Regions from separate parts of the Ovis aries genome. Here region 2 is linked to region 1. The links are chromatin contacts, called in public Hi-C maps. All regions are on one chromosome and are shown on one strand. The core of a region is the stretch at or near the end of the contact, and the rest is flanking DNA. Distances in the headings are between cores, read along the strand shown. Region 1 overlaps SIPA1L3 (signal induced proliferation associated 1 like 3). Region 2 holds the start of DPF1 (double PHD fingers 1).

What was found. A called contact is a pair of places that touch in the nucleus more often than the background predicts.
Region 2: a contact with region 1 is called in a Hi-C map of liver, with 2.7 times the contacts expected there. The contact joins the promoter of DPF1 here to the enhancer-like site in region 1. A contact is called at or near these places in 4 of 16 Hi-C or Micro-C datasets (hypothalamus, liver and tail adipose tissue).

The regions. Positions count from the first base shown.
Region 1 is chr14:47,330,163-47,337,348 of ARS-UI_Ramb_v3.0, forward strand. SIPA1L3 (signal induced proliferation associated 1 like 3) reads left to right here. Exons shown (of 22, transcript XM_042230909.2): 10 at 188-462. Among named protein-coding and RNA genes, the nearest start is that of DPF1, 86 kb to the right of the region's middle. Within about 2 kb of position 5,894, at least 1 of the 54 cell types and tissues checked has an H3K27ac peak or open chromatin away from gene starts, as enhancers often do. A contact at or near this core is called in liver, where this site is marked.
Region 2 is chr14:47,416,286-47,423,316 of ARS-UI_Ramb_v3.0, forward strand. DPF1 (double PHD fingers 1) reads right to left here and starts at 3,223. Exons shown (of 11, transcript XM_060398594.1): 1 at 3,087-3,223. The coding sequence starts at 3,118.

The DNA of each region.
Region 1 (7,186 bases), core at 4,644-7,143:
CCCAGGAGTCAGAAGCCCAGGCTGGGACGAGGTGGGTGTCTACGCGCCTGTACCCTGACATCACCTGGGAGGTGGAGGGGTTGCGGGGGGGGGCTCTTTGGCCTCCAAAGGGCAGAATCTCCCCCCAAGAGCTGCCCCCGCTCCCCCCGAGCAGCTTGTGAAACTGGACCCTGCGTGTGGCCCACAGGTGATGACCAACGGCTGGGAGACAGTGGACATGACCCTGCGGCGGAACGGGCTAGGGCAGCTGGGCTTCCACGTGAAGTACGACGGGACCGTGGCCGAGGTGGAGGATTACGGGTTTGCCTGGCAGGCCGGCCTGCGGCAGGGCAGCCGGCTGGTGGAGATCTGCAAGGTGGCCGTGGTCACACTGACCCACGACCAGATGATCGACCTGCTACGCACCTCCGTCACCGTCAAGGTGGTCATCATCCCGCCTTTCGACGACGGCACGCCCCGGAGGTAAGTCTGTCCCCTCAGCAGCTCCCTGGGCCCTGGCCCTTGGGGCCCTTCCTCAGCAGGTGGCGATAATGGTGTCAGGGTCCAAGTCAGCATCTGTGGAACCCCTCCTGCAGGCAGTCATGGTCTAAGCTCTGCACGCGCATGCTGTCCCCTCCGGCCCCCACCACAGCCCCACAAGGTGGGCACCCTCCTTAGTCGCACATAGCGTTCAAGTCCTTGCCTGAGGGAGTTCCCTGGCGGTCCAGTGGTTAAGACCGTTTCCACCGCAGGGGCCGTGAGTTTGATCCCTAGTTGGGGAACTGAGATACCACATACCTCAAGGCATAGCCAAAAAATAGTGGGAAAAAAGACCTTGCCTAAAGGTCCAATGTGCTTCATCATTTGTTCGGCACATATTTACTGAACCCCTACTGTGTATACACTCCATTTGAAGTCTTGAGTAGGATTTAGCAGCAAACAAAATAAAGGCCCCACTTCCCTTGGAGTTTGTGTCCTGACAGGCAGTCATTAAATAGGTGTGTAACGCAGGACCAGGCAGTGAAGAGCTCCGAGGAGAAGAGCAGGGTCTAGAAGGGGCTAACAGGTGGTCAGGGAGGGCTCCCTGGTGGAGGCTGCCATCTGATTTTCCAGGCCAGCAGAACCCAGGCCATGGACAGGCCAGGGCAGGGTCTCCAGAGTGTCAGCGTATGTAGGGGGAGGGTTCCTGCAGCCCAGGGAGGGCAGTGTGGAGCACGCCGAGCAAGGCTGAGATGGGGGAGAGGGCCTGGGTGGGGGAGCAGACTGGGCGCCCTTCCTGGACACAGTGTCAGGCTTGGGTTTTGTTCACTGGGAAGCCAGGGCAAGATTTGTTTCTTTCTGTTTTGTTTTAATGGAATATCTCAAGCATCTTTCTCTTATTTATCTGCCTGCATCAGGCCTTAGTTGCCGCACGTGGCATGTTCGTTGTGGCCCATGGGCTTAGTCTAAACTCCATGGCTTATGGAGTCTTAGTTCCCCAACCAGAAATCGAACCCGCATCCCCTGCCTTGGAAGGTGGATTCTTAACCCCTGGACCACCAGGGAAGTCCCGTATTTCAAGCATATTAAAAGCATGCTAAGGGGGAGGGAGGTGGGAGGGGGGTTCATGTTTGGGAATGCATGTAAGAATTAAAGATTTTAAAATTTTAAAAATAAAAACTAAAAAACAAAACAAAACAAAAAAAGCATGCTAAGTCCCCTGTTTCAAGATTTGTCAACATGTGGCCAGTTCTTATTTTGTCTTTGTTTCTTTTTCATCCCATACCTCTCCATCTTAGATTATTTGAAGCAGTCTCACTCCTTCAGCTGTCTCTACCCAGTCAGGACCTTAAAAAAATTTAGCAGACTGCCTCAACTCCCCTGTCCACCTTTAACTTCTTTTGTATCACAGGCTCTTCCTGTGGCATTTGGTTGATGAATCTCTTTTTTTTAAATCTTATTTTTTTTCTTACCTTTTGTTTTGGGAGGAAACTGGGCCTCTTGTTTTTCAGTTTCCCGCTTCCTGGATTTATCTGCTTGCATCCTGCTGATGTCCTTTAACCTGTTCTTCTGGCACGTGTATTTCCCACAAACGAGTTAGGCATAAAAGCTTGATCAGATTCTAGTTAAATTTCCTTTTTTTTTTTTCTTAAGATTTTTTTTTAACGCGGACCATTTTAAAGACTTCATTGGGTTTGTTACAATATTACTTTTGGTTTCTGTTTCAGTTCCTTGGCTGTGAGGCATGTGGGATCTTAGTTCCCTGACCAGGGATCGAACCCACCTTCCCCGGCTTGGAAAGCGAAGTCTTAACTGCCAGGGAGGTCCCTGAATTTCTTTTGGTCACAGCACTTCCCAGGTGTGCATCCATCAGGAGGCGCCATATGTCTGGCTGTCCCTGTGGGAGTGATACTAGGGGCGGTCAGAGGGTTCCGAGGGTGGCAGCCTGACCCTAAACGCTATGCATTTCCCCTCAGCTCTCAGCAGCCATTTGTGATCCTTGTCTGGATCCCCTGTGTCATGATGGGTCACACTCAAGTGATGTCCTCAGTTCTAGCCTGCCTTCTTTATGTTTAAACAAATGTATTTATGTGTCTGTCTTTGTGCTGCGTCTTTGTTGCTGCACACCAGGTTTCTCCAGTTGCCGTGAGCGGGGCTATTCTCTAGCTGCAGCGCACAGGCTTCTCATCGCAGCAGCTCCTCTTGTCATGGAGCACAGGCTCTAGGGCACGCGAGCTTCAGCAGTTGCTACTCCCGGGCTCTAGAGCACAGCGTCAGTAGTGGAGGCTCACGGGCTTAGTTGCCCCTCGACGTGTCGGATCTTCTCAGACCAGGGATTGAACCTGTGTCCCCTGCGGTGGCAGGCAGATTCTTAACCACCAGCCCACCCACCAAGGAAATCTTTTCTTCATTTATTGGCTGGAATTCTTCCAAAATGAACATTCCTTCAGCAGCCATTTGATTCCTCTGAAATATAATTTGTACAGAGAAGGCAGGATAGATGTGATTCTGAGAAGAATGAATTGGTACCCTAGCAACCTCCAGCGATGACTTGGAAACAGTGGTTCTAGAATCACTACATCCCAAGGCCGGAAGCACAGCTGCACAAAGGACAGTTTGGGCCTGGGCCCTCACAGCCCTGATGAATGGATTGGGGAAGACAACCAATAAAAAAGTAAGCCAGTGAGATGGTTCACACAGTCCAAGCGGAAATCACTGGGTGTAGTGGGAAGGCAGACCTGCAGGGAGGTTGCCTACATTTGAGCCCAGGCTCCTCGTCTTATTGACTGTGACCTTGGGGAGATTTCACCACCACTCTGTGCCTGTTTCCTCTTTTATAAAAGAGGAAATGGAGCTTTTACCCAAAAGCGGCTATAAGGTTGGAGGAGGCGAGCCCCACAGAGCACGCAGAACAGGACGTGGCCTGTAGGAGGCACTCAGAAGACACCAGCCATGAGGTCCTGGGTGTGAGGAACATTAGGCCTGATCTAACATCGGACTGGGTGGTCAGGAAAGGCCTGAGGGTGAGAAGGAACCAAGAGACAGGCCCTGTGGGGGGGTAGGGTAAGAACAAGAGGCCCTTGGGTTGTTGACGGACCAGAAGGAGGGACACGTGGCTGGAACAGGGTGAGCCAAGAGAAAGGCACACAGTGAGGGGACACTGAGAGCTTACACACGTGATCTCCCAGGGCTGGTGTGATCCCTGGTTTACAGATAAGAAAACTGACACCCAGGGTGGACCACTGTCTTGTGCAGAGTTGCATGGCTGCTAAGTGGCAGAGCAAAACTCAGTCCAGGTTCCCCATCTCCGTGTATTCTGCTGCCTCTCAAAGCAGTCTCGAGCTGTGGGCATGTGAGTCCTGGTTGCACCCTCCCACCTTCTTGAGTCTTGCTTGCTCTGAACTTGGTGGGGGACAGTTCAACCCTGCTACAACCCAGGGCTTGGCCACCCAGGTGCCAGTCCTCTAGCCTTGGGACTCCAGTCAGGCCCTAGGCGTCCCCTTCTCCCAGCCCTCTTCCAGGGCTTCCTCCATCCCTGCATGGGGCCAAGGGCAGGCCACACCCATGCCAAGCTCTGCAGGGGCAAGTCAGGCTGAAGTAGCTCTTCTGCCTCGTTGCATACACACACACACACACACACACACACACAGTAGCAGCCCGCCTGTTGGATGACTCTCCAAAGCTCGGAAGCACCAGAGGCCACACAAATATCCTTGGACCTGCAGGTAGGGACCAGCTGAGTGAAAGGCAGCATCTGCAGGCTCCCTTCTCCAGTTCTGGGGAGATGAGGCCAAGGAGGGTGTGACCAGACACACGGGTGCCACTCCCCGCCCTGTTTAGGAGGAAAGCTATCATCCAGCTCCCTTTACAAGGCAGCCACCGAAACGGGACAGCTGTGGGTTGGGACTTGCGTGGTGTGTGTGGCTCTTCAAGCGCAGAGGGGTCTGGCTGACCTCGTTTGCAGAGCTGATAGCCCAGTTTTGCTGTTCCTCCAGCCTCTTGCTATGACCCTGGCCTCCTAGCCTGGGTGTCACAATCCCTGCCACCAGCCAGGCTTTGTAGGGCCTGGGTCTGGACCCCAGGCTCTTCAGATACTGCATAGCATACAGGGGGTCATACTCACACCCCCAGACCGTGAGGCTGGTGTTCTCAAGTGAGCCCCGCCCAGGGGGGCCAGGTAGCCAGGAGGGACATCCCAGACCATGAGGCTGGGGTTCTCAGGTGAGCCCCACCCAGGGGGGCCAGGTAGCCAGGAGGGACATCCCAGAGCCCCTGAAGCGGTGTGTCATGGTAACCTGGCGTGTTTGTACAGGCTCATCTCACTGTGTCTGTCCTGCCTGATGGAGAAGCTGATCCAGGACACCTTTGGTTCCTCAATTGGATTCAAGATATCTGAAGGGGGAGGGGATGCTCCTCCCTGAGAAGGGGAATTGAAACCCCACAAGTGAGTGAGTTGGAGAGAGAGAAAGGAGTCCCCATGGCCTCCAGAAACTAGGCTGTTGGGAATCAAAGAGGAGGCGGCAGATAGGAAAAGCAGTTTGCGAAACTGGCCATCCATCACCAGGCATCTTCCGCACATGGCTGAGAGGTTGGAGAGGGACTCTTTAGTGCAGCATTGTTGGTCGAGCAAAAGACTGGAAGAAACTAGATGTCCAACCATAGGAGACTGGCTGAGTAAATCCCAGGCCATCCATATGATGGAGTAGTAATTGATTGTTTACAGAAAATGCAGTGAGTCAAGAATATGTAAAAACCTGGCAGCTGTGGGTGCTTCTGGTGGGTGTAACTGGTGGACAGAGGTGCCGTTTAATAACACTTTAATTTTTAAAAACAATCCTAAAACTGGATCAGTGAAAGGAGCTTCTCAAACTTTCTCATGTCAGCATCATCCCTGGCAGCTTGGTAAAATGCAGCTTCCCGGGGCCCACCTCAAAGAGGACTGTGATTCAGAGGAGCTGAGTTGGGCCCAGGCATCTGCTTTCCTTTACCGAGCACTCAGGGTAATCTAGATGCTGATGGATCTCAGATCACGGGGAAGGAATTTGTTCTAGAGCCCCCGGGTGGGTTTGGCTGGACTTCAGAAAATGGAAAGAAGGCTTCTGCTTCTGAGCTTGTGGGAATGGCAGGCAGAGTCCACAGAATCAGCTGGAGAAGGCGACCACAGCAACAGCTCTTATGTGTTAAGCACTTGGCATGCGCCAGACTTCTAGCTGATGCTCACCACCACCTCCATTTTGCAGATGAGGAAACTGAGGCTCTGAGAAGGAAACTCCTTCACCCAAGACTACATGGGCCATAAGCAGCAGAGCTGTGATCTGAACCAGCTGTCCGCCTACTGCGCCCTGGCTCTCTGTCACTCTGTGCTACCCTCCAATGATTGTTTTCCCTCTTTGAGGTCATGCCCAGGGACTCTTGGCCAAAGGTGGAGCTGTCAGTAACGGGCAGAAGTCACAGGCCCGCGGAATCTACCCACTGGCTCCCAAACCACTGTCCCAGTAAGCCAGTGTGTATGGTGGTTAAAGTTGTGGGCTTTCAAGTCAGCTTACTATCTTTAAATCCAGTTTCTGGGAATTCCCTGGTAATCCAGTGCTTTCACTGCCAGGGCGTGGGTTCAGTCCCTGGTTAGGGAGCTAAAATTCTACAAGCCACATGGCACAGCCAAAAAAGGAAAAAAAAAAAAAAAGGATAAATCAATCAATTCAGTTTCTACCTCTTACTGGCTGTGTGACCTTGAATAGGTTACTTAACTTCTCTGTGCCTCAATTTGCTTCTTTCTTCAGTGTATCTATTGATAATAACCAGCAACAGAGGTGAAGCAAAAGAGAAACTTGACTGGCTAATGCACCTAAGAAGACTGGGAGATAGGGCAAGATTGAGATGTGGCTTTATGCAGGGTCTTGGACATCTTCATCAAGAATCTCTCACCTGTTTCATGTTCTGCATTGCCATCATTCTCAAGCCACCTCTTCCTCGTCGCAGCTCCAGCTTAGGTCTCCCCAGCTCAGCAGCCCAGTGAAACAGATCTTTTTCTTACCACCTACCCTCCTTCCCCTGCTTGCCCACCCCCCACCCCACCCCCCTTGCAGCAGTTCCAGAGTTGATGCTCACTGTCTTTGATTGGCTCAGCTTGGGGCACCTGACAATCCTGTGCCCGTCACCTCAAAGAAGCGCTGCTGATTGGCTGGCCTGGGTCACATGCTCATACCTGGAGCCAGGAAGTGGGATCCACCCCACCCAGAGCCCACAGACCTGTTCTCAGGAGAAGGGGGTATAGAAGCTAGGCAGGCAGGAGCAGCGGGTACGCACTGCCTGGGTCCACGGTGGTAGCACCTCCACCTGGGCCTGGCAGATCTGCAGGTCCTGTTAGGCGTTCGTATGCTGTCATTCCTCACCTGGCACCTGGTGAGGCGTGGGCACCTACTGATCCAGAGAAGCTGCTGGAAGGCACTTCTGAATACCAGCTCCAGCTCCAGTGCTGCCAAGGGCACTGTGTGTCTGGCCCAGGTGCCAGAGAACATTCCTGGGTCACTTTTTGATGCCTCCTTAGCAGACGTGACCTGGGTCCACGACCACCAGATCTTTTGCCGGGTGACCCTGCAAGTGCCCGAGGCTCAGGAGAACCCCAGAGGGCTGGCTCGGTGTGGGCCTGACGGCTTCCAGGCCCAGGGCTCCTGCCAGCTTGGCTCCCACAGCCCCTGGGAGGTGGGTTTTGTGAGCACGTCCCCCT
Region 2 (7,031 bases), core at 1,973-4,472, 83 kb after region 1:
TCACAGCACTTGCCAAATCCCACTCACCCACACCAAACCCACACCCCCATCCAAAGTTCCTGTTCAGGTTTGAGCCCTTGCATGGATAAAAAGGCCCACAAATGTCCTTGTCTACCAGGGAGCTCTCCGGCAGACGGAAGAGGCCTCAAAGCCCTCACCTCTTTTGTCTCTTGATGCCCCCACCTACCTCCCTGATGAGAGAGGCCCCTCCAGGTCTTCCACACCCATGGTCACTTCTAAACACACACACACACACACTTCCCTGGTGATCCAGTGGTTTAGACTCCACACTCCCCAGTGCAGGGGTCATAAGTTCAATCCCTGGTCAGGAAACTAAGATCCTCCAGGCAGAAAGGCATGACCCCAAAACAAAAAACAAAATACACACACACACACACACACACACACACACACACACACACACACACACACACCTCTAGTCTTAGACGCCTTCCACAGGCTCTCCCCCATCTCTCTCAGGTAAGGCCTTGATCTCCCTCTCCTCAAACCCCCAAAGCAGGGAGTGGGTCTCTGCTTCACATCTGGCCTAGAGCAGATGGCAAGGGGGTGAGGCACTTCACTCTGCGTCACAGATCACACAGTGCCACAGGGACACTGGCACCTCACAGTCACTCTGGCCTCCAGGTCCCCTACAGTGGCTACCCCAATCTCATCCACAGTGAGCCCTGCCCCCCCCCAACCCACCAGCTCAGCTCCAAGAGCCCTTGCCACCTTCCTCTGTCACCTCCCACCAGCCTCCAATACATCCTTACACTTGCTCCCCCACACCTCTAGCCTCAGGTACCTGGCTCACCCCCAGAACCTTGGCATCAGTTTTGCTCAGCTTGGAGCCTGAGTATAGAACACTCCATCAGCTCCCTGGAGGCCCTTGTCCACCAGTGCAATTTGACCCACAGCTGACACCTAGAGAAGGGTCTCTCTCCCCTTCCTTACCCCTAGTCACCCTCTCAGATCCCTCAGCCGCAGTCAAACTCCCATGTCCAAACAGTCCTGTCCCCATCCACCCATGCCCTGTGTGGAAACTGGACCACAAGTGAAATCAACATTGATACTAGACAGTAAAGAATCTGCCTCCAATGCAAGAGACCCGGGTTTGATCCCTGGGTCGAGAGGATCCCCTGGAGAAGGAAATGACAACCCACTCCAGTATCTTTGCCAGAAGAATTCCATGGACAGAGGAGCCTTACGGGCTCCAGTCCATGGGGTCGCAAAGAGTCAAGACACAACTGACACTCTCACTACATTTAGTCAGAGTCAGGCTCAGTACCAAGTGCTTTACAAACATCACAGCAGCAACCATGAGATAATAAGAACTGTAATGATGCCCCAGTTCACAGATGGTAACGCTGAGGCTCAAGGTGGGGAGGTTCCAATACAGGCAGTCAGAACCCTCCAGAGCCCATTCCTAAGGGGACTGGATTCTCTCAGGAGCCAACCCCTTCCCTCCCATCACCTCCTGTAGATCCCTCAGAAGGTGAGTGCAGAAAGGGCTACTGGCACTCCCACCCCCAAGCTTACTCAGGTCTTCAGGCCCCCGCAATGGCTGCCCCACACCTACTCCAAGAGGTCAAAGTGAGGAGGTCTGGATACCTATAGATCCACCAACCTGCACACGAGCCCAGTGCCAGCCAGTTTGAGGGTGTCCCTGATAGGGGTAACACGTCTGTGTTGAAGAATTAGAGCGAGAGGGAGGCAGAAGTGTCACCGTTACACACTGTCTCACGCCTACCCCAACCCCACACACGCCCTCCAAGCCGGCTTGGCTCTCCGCAAAGCCACACGTGTAGGCGCGAGCTTGTAAGGCCCGGCCCCCTCCATGGCCCAACTCCCCCCACCATCAGAAACCCGAAGCTACTGGGGGCCTTAGGTCCGGCCACCCTAGGCACAGCCTTTCCGGAGGGCGGGAGCGGGGGGCGCCCCGAGCCCCTCCCCCACCCCAACCCCCAGCACCCGTAGCTCAAGGTCAAGGTGGCGGAGGCGAGGGGCTGGGGGGAGGGTGGGGGAGGTCGCCCCGGCCCCTTTGTGCGGCGCCGCGGGCGTTCGCCCTCCGCCTCCTCCCCGCCAGGCCGGGGAGCGGGGGAGGGGAGGGCCGCGCGCGCCAGCCGGGGAGGGAGAGCCGGAGCGGCCGCGCGCCTGTCACTCCCAGCCCGCTGTCACCGTTGGGGAAGGGGGCGGGGAGCACTGGGACCCAGGAGTTCGGGATCCCGAGGAAGGAGCGAGAGAGACGGAAAGAGAGGGAAGAAGTGGAGAGAGCGAGGGCTGGCCAGGAGAGGAGACGGCTGGGAGACAGCGTAGGTTTGAACCCAGGCGTCCAGGATGCCAGCCGCGGGGTCCGGGAGGAAGCGAAGCTCGGAGGAGGCACGCGGACAGGGAGAAACGGAGGGAATCCCCGGAGACTGAGGGCGCTCCCAGCACCCTCTCCCGAGGCATCCGGTCCCCAAGGAGACAGGAGATGCTCTCATTACATGTGTACGGGCAGGGAGAGGCAGAGAGCCCACGGTCTAAACTGACCGGAGCGTCGGGGCTTTAGGTCCTGAAGACCCGGGAAGGAAAAAAAAGGGGGGAGACAGCAGGGATCGAATCGGGGACCCCGACGTCTCAGCTCCCACCCTGCGGCCGCGCAGACCGAGGTTCCGGGAGAAAGAGAGGGGAAAGAGAGAAAGATGCTTTTGAGGAGGTAGAGACCTGGGAGACTAGGGTCCGGACTTAGGCATTCATACTCCCAGCCCCAGGCAGGGGCAGACCCGGCGCCCCGAGAGACTCGGAGGAGGAGAAGGAAGCCCCTACCCCCACTCTGGGTGGGGAAACGGCCTCCGCCACCCCCAGCCCGCGCCACATTCCTTCACTGACAGCGACAAAGAGGCGCCCCCGCGACCCTGGAGTGGCTCCTGCCCCCAGCCCCAGGAGGGAGACAGGGGGTGGCGGCACGCCCCGGGGGGACAGGGGGACAAGCTGGGGGGCCCATTCAACTACCATCCGCCCACTGCGTCCCCCTCCCCAGCGAGGGCGGGGGCAGGGTTCGGGTTGGGGGCGGATGGAGGGACGTGGACGGCGGGGACACTCACGACTTGAGCGGGTTCTGAATGGCGGTGGCCATGGCCCGCTCGGCTGGGCCGCCTCCGGCCCGGGGCGCCGCTGCCGCTGCGCGCGGGCCCAGCCCGGCCTGCGCCGCCCGCTCTGCCGCCCAGCGCGCTACGATTTCATTCATTCTTGGGGCTGCAGCGCGAGCGAAGCGGGGCGGGCCGGGGGCGGGGCTCGGCCAATCCCCGCACCTCCCGGCGCACGACGGGACGTGGAGTCTAGGGGCGCTCGGCGGCGCCCGAGGGCGCCCCTGTCCGGACTACACGTCCCAGGGGGCGTCGGGAAAACCGTGTGCCCATTGGCTACTGAGGATACAGGGCGGGACTGGACTCGCCCCAGAGCATCCTTTCCCTTCCCTGGAGTGCTCCCTTCCCAGCTCTGGCTCTCCATCCTTCAAGAACCACGGGCGCGCGGGAATGGGTGGCCGCTGATTTCTGGATCTCCCCTGGGTGTGTGGATGATCCCAGAGTCTGTCGTATATTCTTGTCTTTGCCTACTTCTCTGGTGTCTCTTCTTTTGTAAGCCAGTCTGTAAACAAGCACAGGGGTTAATCCATGCCTTTGTTCATTTATTAAGTGACAGGCACTCTTCTAGGCACTGGGGAAACAACATGAACAACAGATAGAATTGCTGCCCTCAAGGAGGTGAGCTGTGAGTGGGGAAAAACAGATGATAAACAAGCAAACAAGCTGTTAATTTTAGAGAGTGGAAAGTGCTATAAAGAAAGTGGCTTCTCTGAGGAGGTGACATTTGAGCTGAAACCTGAGAAGCTGTCACCATGCAATACACAGAAGCAGGAAAAGCTTGACAAGTTCAAAGATTATTGTGGAAAGCTAGTGTAAAAGAGTCGAGTGAGTGAGGAGGGAGACAAGGTTAGCCAGAGAGCAAGGAACCAGATTATGTAGGGCCTTGTAGGCCATTATAAAGAAAATGGATTTTTGTTCCAAGTGCAATCAATCATCCTTGACTCTTCTTTTTTCACACACACCTCAAGTCCATTATCAAATCCTGTTATCTCTACATTCACAAATAGATCCAGAATCTACTCACCCTTCTCCCTTCACAGCCTCCGTCCTAGGACTCCCTCCTCCCATCATCTTCCCCCTGGACAGTCCCTGACTATTCTCTCCAGGGTAGCCAGAGTGAACTGCGTAAAACAGCTGGCATCACCACGCTGTCTGGCTCAAAACTTCCAATGACTTCTTTCACACTTGGAATGAAGTTCTAAGTCCTCACTATGCTCTCAGGGCCCTACTTAAGCAGATCCCCAACCTCCATCTCATTTCCTCGGTTTATTTAGGCTGTGCTGGGTCTTAGTTGCAGCTGCCAGGATCTTCGTTGTGTGGCATGCAAACTCTTAGTTGCAGTGTGCGTGCTGGATCTACTTCCCAGCCAGGATGGAGCCTGGCCCCCTTACATTAGGAGCACAGAGTCTTACAATCTGGACCACCAGGGAAATCTCCCCACTACATTTCTGATCTCATCTCCCTTCTTTTCCTTGACTAGCTTTGCTGACTTATTAGAAAAGACCCTGATGCTGGGAAAGATCGAAGGCGAGAGGAGAAGGGGACAACATGGTTGGATGGTTGGATGGCATCACCTACTCTATGGACATGAGTTTGAGTAAGCTCCAGGAGTTGGTGATGGAAGGGGAAGCCTGGTGTTCTGCAGTCCATGGGCTTACAAAGAGTTGGACATGACTGAGCAACTGAACTAACTTTGCTCCAGTCGCACTGGCCTCCTCCTTATTCCTGGAACACTCCGGGCCCACTTCAGCCACAGGACCTTTGCATCTGCTGTTCTCACTGCCTAGAATGTTCCTCCCCCAGGCATCTTCATGGTTCCAACAATGACTTTATTCAGGTTTCTAAATTAATGTCACTCCCTCAGAGACAACCTCAGCTAAAACAGCATCCCTGAGAAATTCTATGTCCTCTTGAAAGCTTTTTTTTTTTCCCCCCGGGACTTCCCTGGTGGTCCAGTGGCTAAAATTCCACTCTCCCAGTGTAGGGAGTCTGGGTTCAATCCCTGGTCAGGGAACTAGATCCTGTATGCCAGTCTTTGCCATATGGAAAAGACCTTGGTGCTGGGAAAGACTGAGGGCAGGAGGAGAAGGGGACGATGGAGGATGAGATGTTTGGATGGCATTACCAACTCGATGGGATGAGTTTCAGCAAACTCCGGGAGATGGCGAAGGACAGGGAAGCCTGGCATGCTGCAGTCCAGGGGGTCACAAAGAGTCGGACACGACTTAGTGACTGAACAACAAAATGCTGATCCTGTGTTGCCATAACTAAGATCTGGTGTAGCCACATAGATTCATATTTTTAAAAAAAAAAAAGCTTTCTTTTTCTCCCAACACTTACAGTACTCCATCCTCATACTATAGACCTATTTACTTACTTGATTTATTGCCAACTCCATTCCTTTGAATACCAGCTCTATGAGGCAGAGGTTGTTATTTAATCCACTGCTCTCTCCCCAGTACCTAAAACAGGGCCTGAAAAATAGCAGGTGCTCAACAATTATTTGTTGAATAAATAAATGAATCAATTAGTCATTATGCTCCATGTCTCTCCCCACTGTCTGGCTCTGTGGAGCACAACCAGCAAGGAGAGAGAGAGTCATGTGGGCCCCAGGCTGTGCCCTCCCACACACATAGACACTTAGACAATCTCAAGGGACCAGGGTGGTGGCCAGGGTAGCAGTGGGGGCCGTTGTTGAATTAAGACAACCTTCCCAGCAGAGGGTCTGGAGCTAAAGCTTCAAGGCAAAAAGAAAGGAGAAGTTCGTTTCTACAGAATCATGCCCTGTGTGGGCATGCAGTGATGTGTTTGCACTACTTATTTACGTATTGGCTGCGCTGAATCTTCGTTGCTGTGCACGGGTTTGTCTTTTGTTGTGGCGAGTGAGGGCTACTGTCTGGTTTCAGAACATGGGCTCTAGAGCACAGGCTTGCTAGTTGTGGCACACGGGGTTCATTGTTCCATGGCTTGTGGGATCTTCCCGGACTGGGGATCGAACCCGTGTCCCCTGCATTGGCAGGCAGATTCTCAACCACTGGACCACCAGGGAAGGCCCAGCAATGAAATGTCTGATGGCTCTGCCCTAGGCTTTGCCTTAAGTTTGCAGTCCTGTCGGGTAACAGACCCCTCACTATACAATGACAGCCAAGGGTGGGGGAAGCCCAGGCAGAGGGGTCAGGAGATACACGGGCTAGGGGAGCCCAGAGGAGGTTCCTGACCAGTCTGGGGGTCAGGGAGGGCTTCTTGGAGGAGGTTTCAGGGAAATCTTTTAAATCTTGACCCTCTGATCTCTCCAGACACAAGGCAAGTTCCTGTCCTGACCTCTTGTGTCCGTGATGCCTGATCTTCCTGTCACTCGAATCTTGGTAACAAGCAATTTAATCACTTCTTTAAGCACTTCTCCCAACCTAGAACCCAAAGATTTGACCACCAGAGGGCACTGTGGCTCCAGTTTTTGTCTGGGCAGTCTGTTCAGGACTCCTCAGATCCAGGAGGGACATTGTGGGGGGCAGTGGGACCAACCAGTGGACACATTGGTCCCCCCACTCTGAGCCTCAGACACTGCCCAGGACTTGGTTATCAAGGTCAGAGCCCCTCCCTACAAAAACTCCTGTGGAATCAATGTGTGTGTGCGTGATAAGTCACTTCAGTCGTGGCCGACTCTGCAACGCTATGGACCATAGCCGGCCAGGCTCCTCTGTTCATGGGATTCTCCAGGCAAGAATACTTCAGTGGGCCGCCGTGCCCTCCTCCAGGGGGTCTTCCTGACCCAGGGATCGAATCCACATCTCTTGTCTCCTGCATTGGCATGCAGGTTCTTTACCACAAGCGCCACCTGGGAATCAATAGGAGTCTCTCTGTCCCAGACCCCTGGGAGCCCAGCTTGGGCCTCTGAGGGAGCAA